Linked DNA regions of Danio rerio: region 2 is linked to region 1. The links are chromatin contacts, called in public Hi-C maps. All regions are on one chromosome and are shown on one strand. Each heading gives the region's core, a stretch centred on a gene start, on an enhancer-like site or on the middle of the called end of the contact. The rest is flanking DNA. Distances are from core to core; before and after follow the strand shown. Region 1 holds the start of si:ch211-132f19.7. Region 2 overlaps xdh (xanthine dehydrogenase).

What was found. A called contact is a pair of places that touch in the nucleus more often than the background predicts.
Region 2: a Hi-C map of embryo shows a contact between it and region 1, with 1.8 times the contacts expected there. The contact joins the enhancer-like site here to the promoter of si:ch211-132f19.7 in region 1. A contact is called at or near these places in 3 of 18 Hi-C or Micro-C datasets (caudal fin, embryo and an unstated tissue) and 2 of 4 datasets of contacts at active chromatin or transcription factors (embryo and gastrula embryo).

The regions. Positions count from the first base shown.
Region 1 is chr17:35,015,979-35,019,772 of GRCz12tu, forward strand. It overlaps si:ch211-132f19.7, which reads left to right and starts at 1,581. Exons shown (of 19, transcript XM_683811.11): 1 at 1,581-2,192; 2 at 3,256-3,794. The coding sequence starts at 3,315.
Region 2 is chr17:35,062,241-35,066,034 of GRCz12tu, forward strand. It overlaps xdh (xanthine dehydrogenase), which reads left to right. Exons shown (of 36, transcript XM_683891.9): 20 at 2,240-2,336; 21 at 2,552-2,676; 22 at 2,941-3,074; 23 at 3,162-3,249; 24 at 3,337-3,423. The region is part of intron 1 of LOC137488123; the gene reads right to left. Among named protein-coding and RNA genes, the nearest start is that of zgc:162964, 17 kb to the right of the region's middle. Within about 2 kb of position 2,146, at least 3 of the 62 cell types and tissues checked have an H3K27ac peak or open chromatin away from gene starts, as enhancers often do.

The DNA of each region.
Region 1 (3,794 bases), core at 331-2,830:
TTAATTATGTAAATGAACAATGTGCTAAATCTAAAAAAAGTTACAGTTTAAAGTTTATTCACTTTTTTTTATATAATCCAACTGGTTACTTTTAAGGCAATAGGTCTACTCACTTTTTAAAATAACTAATTGTTATTTTGTGCATGCATAAAGCATATTTGTGTATGAACCGTGATCATGTTGATGACATTTTCACTTGTTCTCAGACCTTTTCAAAAACTATTGTCTAAAAATAGTTGTACAAGCCTAAATCAGAAAATGTTGGGACAGTAAAAAAATACAAACAAAAAAAGAAAGTAGTGGTTACTTTTTTGAACAAGACAATGCAAAGAATGCTGTCGAGGAAGAAAATACAAGTACTTGACCGGCCTGTCTGCAGTCCCGACCTGTCTCCAATAGAGAATGTGTGGCGCATTTTGAAGCCCAAAATGTGACAACGAAGACCCATACTGTACTTAAGGCCCACCTTAATGCTTTATCCACTTTGTAGCTGCGTGTCGCTCTGCGTGGCGACCTGCTGCAAATGCAGGTCTAAGTAGATATATACAGCACGAATACAACTGGCCTCTGAGTGAGCAGAGCGAGAATCACTCGCCACGCCAACCTGGTCGCCAATGGTCGCTGTCGCTTATGTAAACGGAGGTCGCCGGAAGTCGCTGACTCTCCTTTAAAATGAATGGTCGGTTGTCGCTTTGTTGTTGCGAGTCGTTTGTAGTATGAATAAGGATAAAGACTTGTTTGCAGGACAAATGGGACACAATTACACCTGAAACACTTCATCACTTGGTGCCTTCAGTCCTTAAATGTCTTTTAAGTGTTGTGAAATGGAATGGCAACATTACAAACTGGTAATGCTTTACTGGTCCAACTTTTTTAAAAAATGTGTTGCAAAATTGGAGTATTTATTTTGAAAAAAAATCATGTGCAACACTGAAATACAAGACAAAGTAATTTTAGAAATCACTACTTTCATTTTTATTTGCGCTTTCCATTCTGTCCCATCTTTTTCTGATTTGGGTTTTAATATAAACAACTTTTGTACTATTTAATACCAAGAAAAAATAAGCTTGCAGTCAGTGCAATTTAATCTTGGCTGGCCTAAGTCATCCACTAAAGTAAGAAGTATTATTGTTTATGTGTGTTGAGGGAAAGCAGATGGTTCAGTCCCTTTTTGACCCGGCACATATTCTTGGTAACCAGATCAGTGAGAAGCACTTTATCCAGCTTACTTCCCACATTCCCTGAATCAGCGGCCTAACCTGCTATCTAAAACCCTGCGCCGTGTCTTCTCAAGAGCAGAGGTCAACCAGTCGCAAAAGATCAACTTTTCTTTTCAGGATGTCTTGGTTAGAATTATAAAGTCCAATGACGCCTACGGCCTGTAAATATTGTGGAAAAATACCTTTTATACTACGATTAATTAACCGGATAGAATAAAGAAACCAAAGATACATTTCAGGAGGAGGATTAATTTTTGTTAACCAATTACCTTCACACATAAACTCACCTGTCATGGACATTATCCTGTTAGCGGTGACCATGAGGCCCTAATAGATCACGTGTGCTATTGCTGAGTAGATAATCCCTTATGTTTCAACCTATTACGGAGCGTATGTGTGTGTTAATGTGCATGTGCATTAGATCCCAAACTCCTCTGTCGCTGCCACAGTGTCGAGTTCAAGTCCACTTATTTTTGCCTCTAAACATTTCCATCAAGAGTCAAGATTCTTCTGTAGGATAAGCTCCAGCAGATTGGGCTCTACCTTTGGGAAGGGGTCACGGCAGCTTTCAGACCATCTGGCCGAGCAATCACTTCATTACCTGAAGACAGCCTGAGTCAATCAACTGCAGACGGGACATCTTTTAAAACTGGGCTTGACTTCTTCCAAAACCAAGGAATGTTTTGAGACAGGATTTTATGGATTATAATTGTGGAGAGTATTATTATAGAAGACAAGTCTTATTTATATATATGTAGCTATGCTTTGCATAGTCATGCTGCTTGGAATGGCAGAAGGAAAATCTGTCAAAGACGACTCATTCTGCACTCAGCTGCCAAATATTACACCGCTGAGGGACAAGAATGTACCATATTAGATATTTGCTTGTGTCTGGATCAGTTCACCTTGGCTACTGTTCCTGGATGAGCCGATGCATGCATCGTTACCGGTTTTTTTCAAGCCCCATCCTTGGCAAGTATACTTTCACTTACATCTATGTACAGCTTAAATCAGTTATGTCATGTAATAACTGTCCTGGAGAGATCATTTGAGCAGTGTTCCTCATTTTAATATGCATTAAATGTAGTATATATTAAGTGCACTCATGCCATTTATTTGGTTTCATGAGTATTTTGGGTGTTTTACTTTTTATATGAGATTGTTTTGTGAGTAATTAAACGGTCCTTGTTGAGAGGCACTGGATTTGTTTTAGGAGTGTCATTTTGGGGGTATCATGGGGGCATTGAACTTGATTTTTTTTTTTTTTTTTGGAGGGCATTTAATTAATTTTGAGTGTATTATCAAGAAACTCTTGGGTAAGAGACTAGCTAGCTCTTTGCTACTCCCACATGGTTGCCCACTGAAGATAAGCAGGGCTGCACCTGGTCAGTACCGGGATGGGAGACCACATGGGAACGCTAAGTTGCTGCTGGAAGTGGTGTTAGTGAGACCAGCAGGGGTCCTAATGCCCCACTATAGTGATAGGGATTCTGTACTGCTCAGTGAGCGTAGTCTTTCGGGTGAGATTAAACCGATGTCCTGGCTCTCTGTGGTTGTGAAAAATCCCTGGATGTTTTTTGAAAAAGTGTAGGGGTTTAACTGGTGGTGGATGAGGAGATTTCCACTAATGTGTAAAGCACTTTGAGTGTCCAAAAAAGTGCTATATAAATGTAAGGAATTATTTTATTATTATTAAGAGTTATTGAACTTGTTTTGTGAGTCTTTGTGTATTTTGGGACATTTATTTTGTCTAGTGTCAAACATATTTTATGGACACTGAATTCATTTTGGGGGTGTTTTTAGAGGAATGTAACTATGTTTTGTTAGTTTCTGGAAAAGTTTAAGTTTAAAATGTTTTTAAAGGGTTATTAAACTTGTTTTGTCATGTTCTTTTGGGTGTAATATGTGGTTCAAAGAAGTATTATGATTTAACATGCATTGTTAGTTCATTTCAAAGTCAGTTTTTTGCTTTCAAACTGACACAATTTTAATGTCCCATCTAAATGATAAAATCTTTTACTTTTCATGGTTTTAGGTTCGTGCAGTTGATAGAAGTCTCAAGCTGAGTTCTGGGATCTAAAGCCTGTTTAGATCATGGCTTTGAATTCTTCAGAAATCACTGTTCCACCTCAAGTTTGCACAATTGTGCCTCCATCACCCAACTTGAAACGCAAGCAACTAATGTGGCAGAATGCTGTACGTCACATTATTGACCAACGAGGAATGCACCACGAGGGGCGAGCGGTCAACTCTCGCAAAATCATTGTTACTGACGCCTACATCGATGACATCAACAGACAGATTCGGAACAAAGCTGCACGGGGCAATGCTGGCATGCATAAGCGGCGCTCCTCTGCAGCTCGCATCCATCCATTTCGAGAACGCAACTCCACCTGCACACGGAAGTCAACAGAATCAGTTACTGATGCAGACTTCTTTGTAAGCTGGGGCTCCACAGTGCGTGGCATCTTCCTCCCTGCTCTCCACCACAAGTTCAAATCTCACGATCTGGAGCATTTGTACCAGCAGCACTCATCTGGCCAACGGCGAACTTCCCTCGTAGTCACTAATGTA
Region 2 (3,794 bases), core at 896-3,395, 47 kb after region 1:
TCTACTCCACAGCACTATATTTACTGCTTTTGTAATAACTATTTTAATAAATTTTTATTTTTAACAAATAGTTTATAGTTAAATAAATAAACAAATATATATATATATATATATATATATATATATATATATATATATATATATATATATATATATATCATTCATTCATTTTCTTGTCGGCTTAGTCCCATATATATATATATATATATATATATATATATATATATATATATATATATATATATATATATATATATATATATATATATATATATATATATATATATATATAAAATATAGCATCTTTCCCGTTTACACTTTTAATTGTGTATTGATTACAAATTCCTTTATTTATATATGGTATGACCGGTAGTGTATGTATTTGCCAAGACTATAGAATACACAAAACATGTAACCCATTAAGTTCTGAATGGAAAAAACAGTCTATGCCATAGACTCTATGGGGAAAAAGTGTAACGGCCAATATGGTGAACGAAGCCCCGCCTTCTAATACAGGAGCCAATAATTGATTGCTATACATTGACAATTCTCTAGGGAGGGGCTCAGACTGAACATGAGTTTAACTAGATTCTGTGTGATTCGATTATTTAGAAATGAAACTACAGAGATAGTTATTGTTAAATATTCCTAATATGAAATTTAATCATAAGCTTGGCAAGCAATTTTAGAGAGTTTGACGATTCCTGATTGAAACTGAATGCTCGAGCCTACTGCCTAAAAGGCATTTTATAGATGGCTGCCAAGTGAAATGACTTACCTGAAAGGGACTTTAGTATTTGTCAACATTTAAACTGGATCAAAAAAGATCTGTATCAAAGATGTCCTAAGAAAAGAACGAGTGTTTAGGTTATAAGTCAAATTTTATGAAATGTTTTGATCCACTTCAAATGCTGCCTGCTGTATACCAGCTGTGTATACCATATTATGCATATTATAATGTGGGTGGTCACAGGAGTTTTAAATGACCTAGATCAAGTTAAATTACTTAAAATTAAGTCATTTTGCATGCCAACATCAATTTTAAGCATATTAAATGTATTTTCCTAACAACATAATTGTGGCTAGTGAAAATGCAGAGTGGCTAGTAACTTTGAAATCTACTAGCTAAAGTGGCTGGTAAGCAAAAAAGTTAATGTCAAGCCCTGTTTACTTCACACGCTCAAAAATGACATTTTTGCTGTTTGTTCAAACTGCTTTTTTAAAATGAGCTGAAATAACACAATTTTTGAGGGCTTTTTGTGACAACTTCATTATTTTATGTTCAATCCACTTAAATGTACACTTTAATTAAGCTAACTTAAATCCTTCATTCTTTCCCAACACAAATCGATTGTACGGAACCCAGGATTCTGCTTTTGGCAGACACTTTTATCCAGGGCCGGAGTGGGACTCCTTTTCAGCCCTGGAGTCTCAAGCCTCAGACTGGCCCACCTCAGTTCACGACTGACTATATTAAAATAAGGTCATTTCCAAATCAGTTTCTAATTACATTATCACGTCTTTTTTTTTTTTTGAGAAAACAGCTGCTTTAGAACTTCAAATGTTCAACAACCCTAACAGTATCATATGTCTTAACAATAAATATAAAAAAAATAAATTACTCAGACGAGGAACGAACCCGGGTCAGCGACGTCGCAATCTAACGTGCTAACCACTGGACCACAACAGAAATACATTGAGTAATGACTCATCTGAATCATATCATCATTAACCTGCAGGCTGCATCTTGCTCACAAAGCTGCGAGAAAATAGATAAAAAGAGCAGAGCTGCGGTAAAATAATGAATAAAAAGGCTGTGGTCAAGTAAATAAATAAATAAATTTAAAAAGTGTGACTGCTGAGAGCAACAGATTCTGGATCTAGGGACACCGGCCCTCGCGGCCAAAAAACAGACCGGCCCACCGGGAATTCTCCCGGTCCTCCCGATTAGCCAATCCGGGCCTGCTTTTATCCGAAGCATGTATCCAATAAATTAACATGGATATTCTTAAGACTAAAATAGGACTCAAAACCACTGATCTACGTTATTTGAATGAGAAAAATAATGGTCACATGCTCTGACCTTTCACCCTTGCTTAGTGGTTTTTCTGCTTTCATTATTGCATAACCAGATTTTTCAAGGTTTTCAGGGAAATGGCTTATAGTTCACAAATACATAACACATGGAGAGATAAGCTTGTCTGCTTTGCTAACTGTTTGCGTTCACTCTTTCAAACAGGATGCTATTAACAACAAGTCATTCTTCGAGCCAGTTAGAACTATAGAAAAAGGAGATGTTGCACAAGGATTTAAAGACTCTGATCACATCCTGCACGGTATTTATACATCTATATTTTATTCCAAATCATAACGATACACTGCATTCTTCTGAAAAACATATACCTAATAAATAGATTACACATTATGTTTATTGATGAAACAGTATGTCAATCAATGGTAGATCTGCAGTTTTCTCTGCCACCATTTGTATCACGGTCAGACCTGCTTCTCTTTAATTTGATGAGTTGATCTTAAATATGTAATTCTATAGGTGAGATGCACATTGGAGGGCAGGAACAGTTTTATCTGGAGACTAACTGCACGCTGGCTGTCCCTCGTGGAGAGGATGGAGAAATGGAGCTGTTTGTGTCCACACAGTCGGCCTCCAAGACACAAGTAAATACACAAAACATTCAGTCTTTTAGGATTTAGTGTAGGATAGTAATTCCGATCCACATCAATACAATCATAGAATCAAAACAGAGAGATCCCAGCAGGCAGACAACATCATAAGACGTGTAATATTAGGTTAGATTTTGGTCATGATGTTAGGTGACTAAGCCGGATGATATTGGTTATCTAATTTTAAAATAGTATTAATGCAAAATATAACGTTGATTGCACTGTCCTGATGCACATGTTCTGCTGTGTTTGGCCCAGGCTCTGGTGGCTAAAGCTTTAGGTGTTCCTGCTAATCGGGTGGTGTGTCGTGTGAAGAGAATGGGTGGAGGATTTGGAGGGAAAGAGAGTCGGAGCACCATTCTATCCACTGTGGTTGCTGTTGCCGCACAAAAGTAAAATTTCACAAATAAATATTCATTTAATGTTGAGGATGAACTTTAAGTGTAGGTTAAACATACTGTTTTATGTTTTTCCTTTAGGGTTAAGTGCCCGGTTCGCTGCATGTTAGATCGTGATGAGGACATGCTGGTCACAGGTGGCCGCCATCCTTTCTTTGGACAGTACAAGGTAAAAGTATATACAAGTTAACCAGATATTGTCCTTGTCCTGATTGGACTTTAATGAAGCTCTTTTGCTTTGTAACATCATGTTTAGGTGGGTTTTATGAAGAATGGAAGAGTGATGGCACTTGAGGTGACGCTCTACAGCAATGCAGGCAATTCACTGGACCTGTCATTGTCAGTGAGTGCTTTTGAATGTCCTAAAAGTTTTAAACGTCTGACACCCCCCCTAGTGGTCAATAAGACTCATTACATATTCCCACTAACCCTGCTGACCCACAGTGGTGTAAAAGAGTTTAAGCATATTTCAAAAATTATGTATTCCAAAGCAAATACATATATATATACATATATATATATAAATGTTTATATATATATATATATATATATATATATATATATATATATATATATATTAATACTTAAAGCATAGGTCTCCAACTGGATTCCTGAAGGGCCGCAGCTCTGCACAGTTTTGCTCCAATCCTAATCAAACATAGCTGATCCAAATAATCAGGGTTTCTAAAGACTATTAAGCATGTGTAAGCTGGA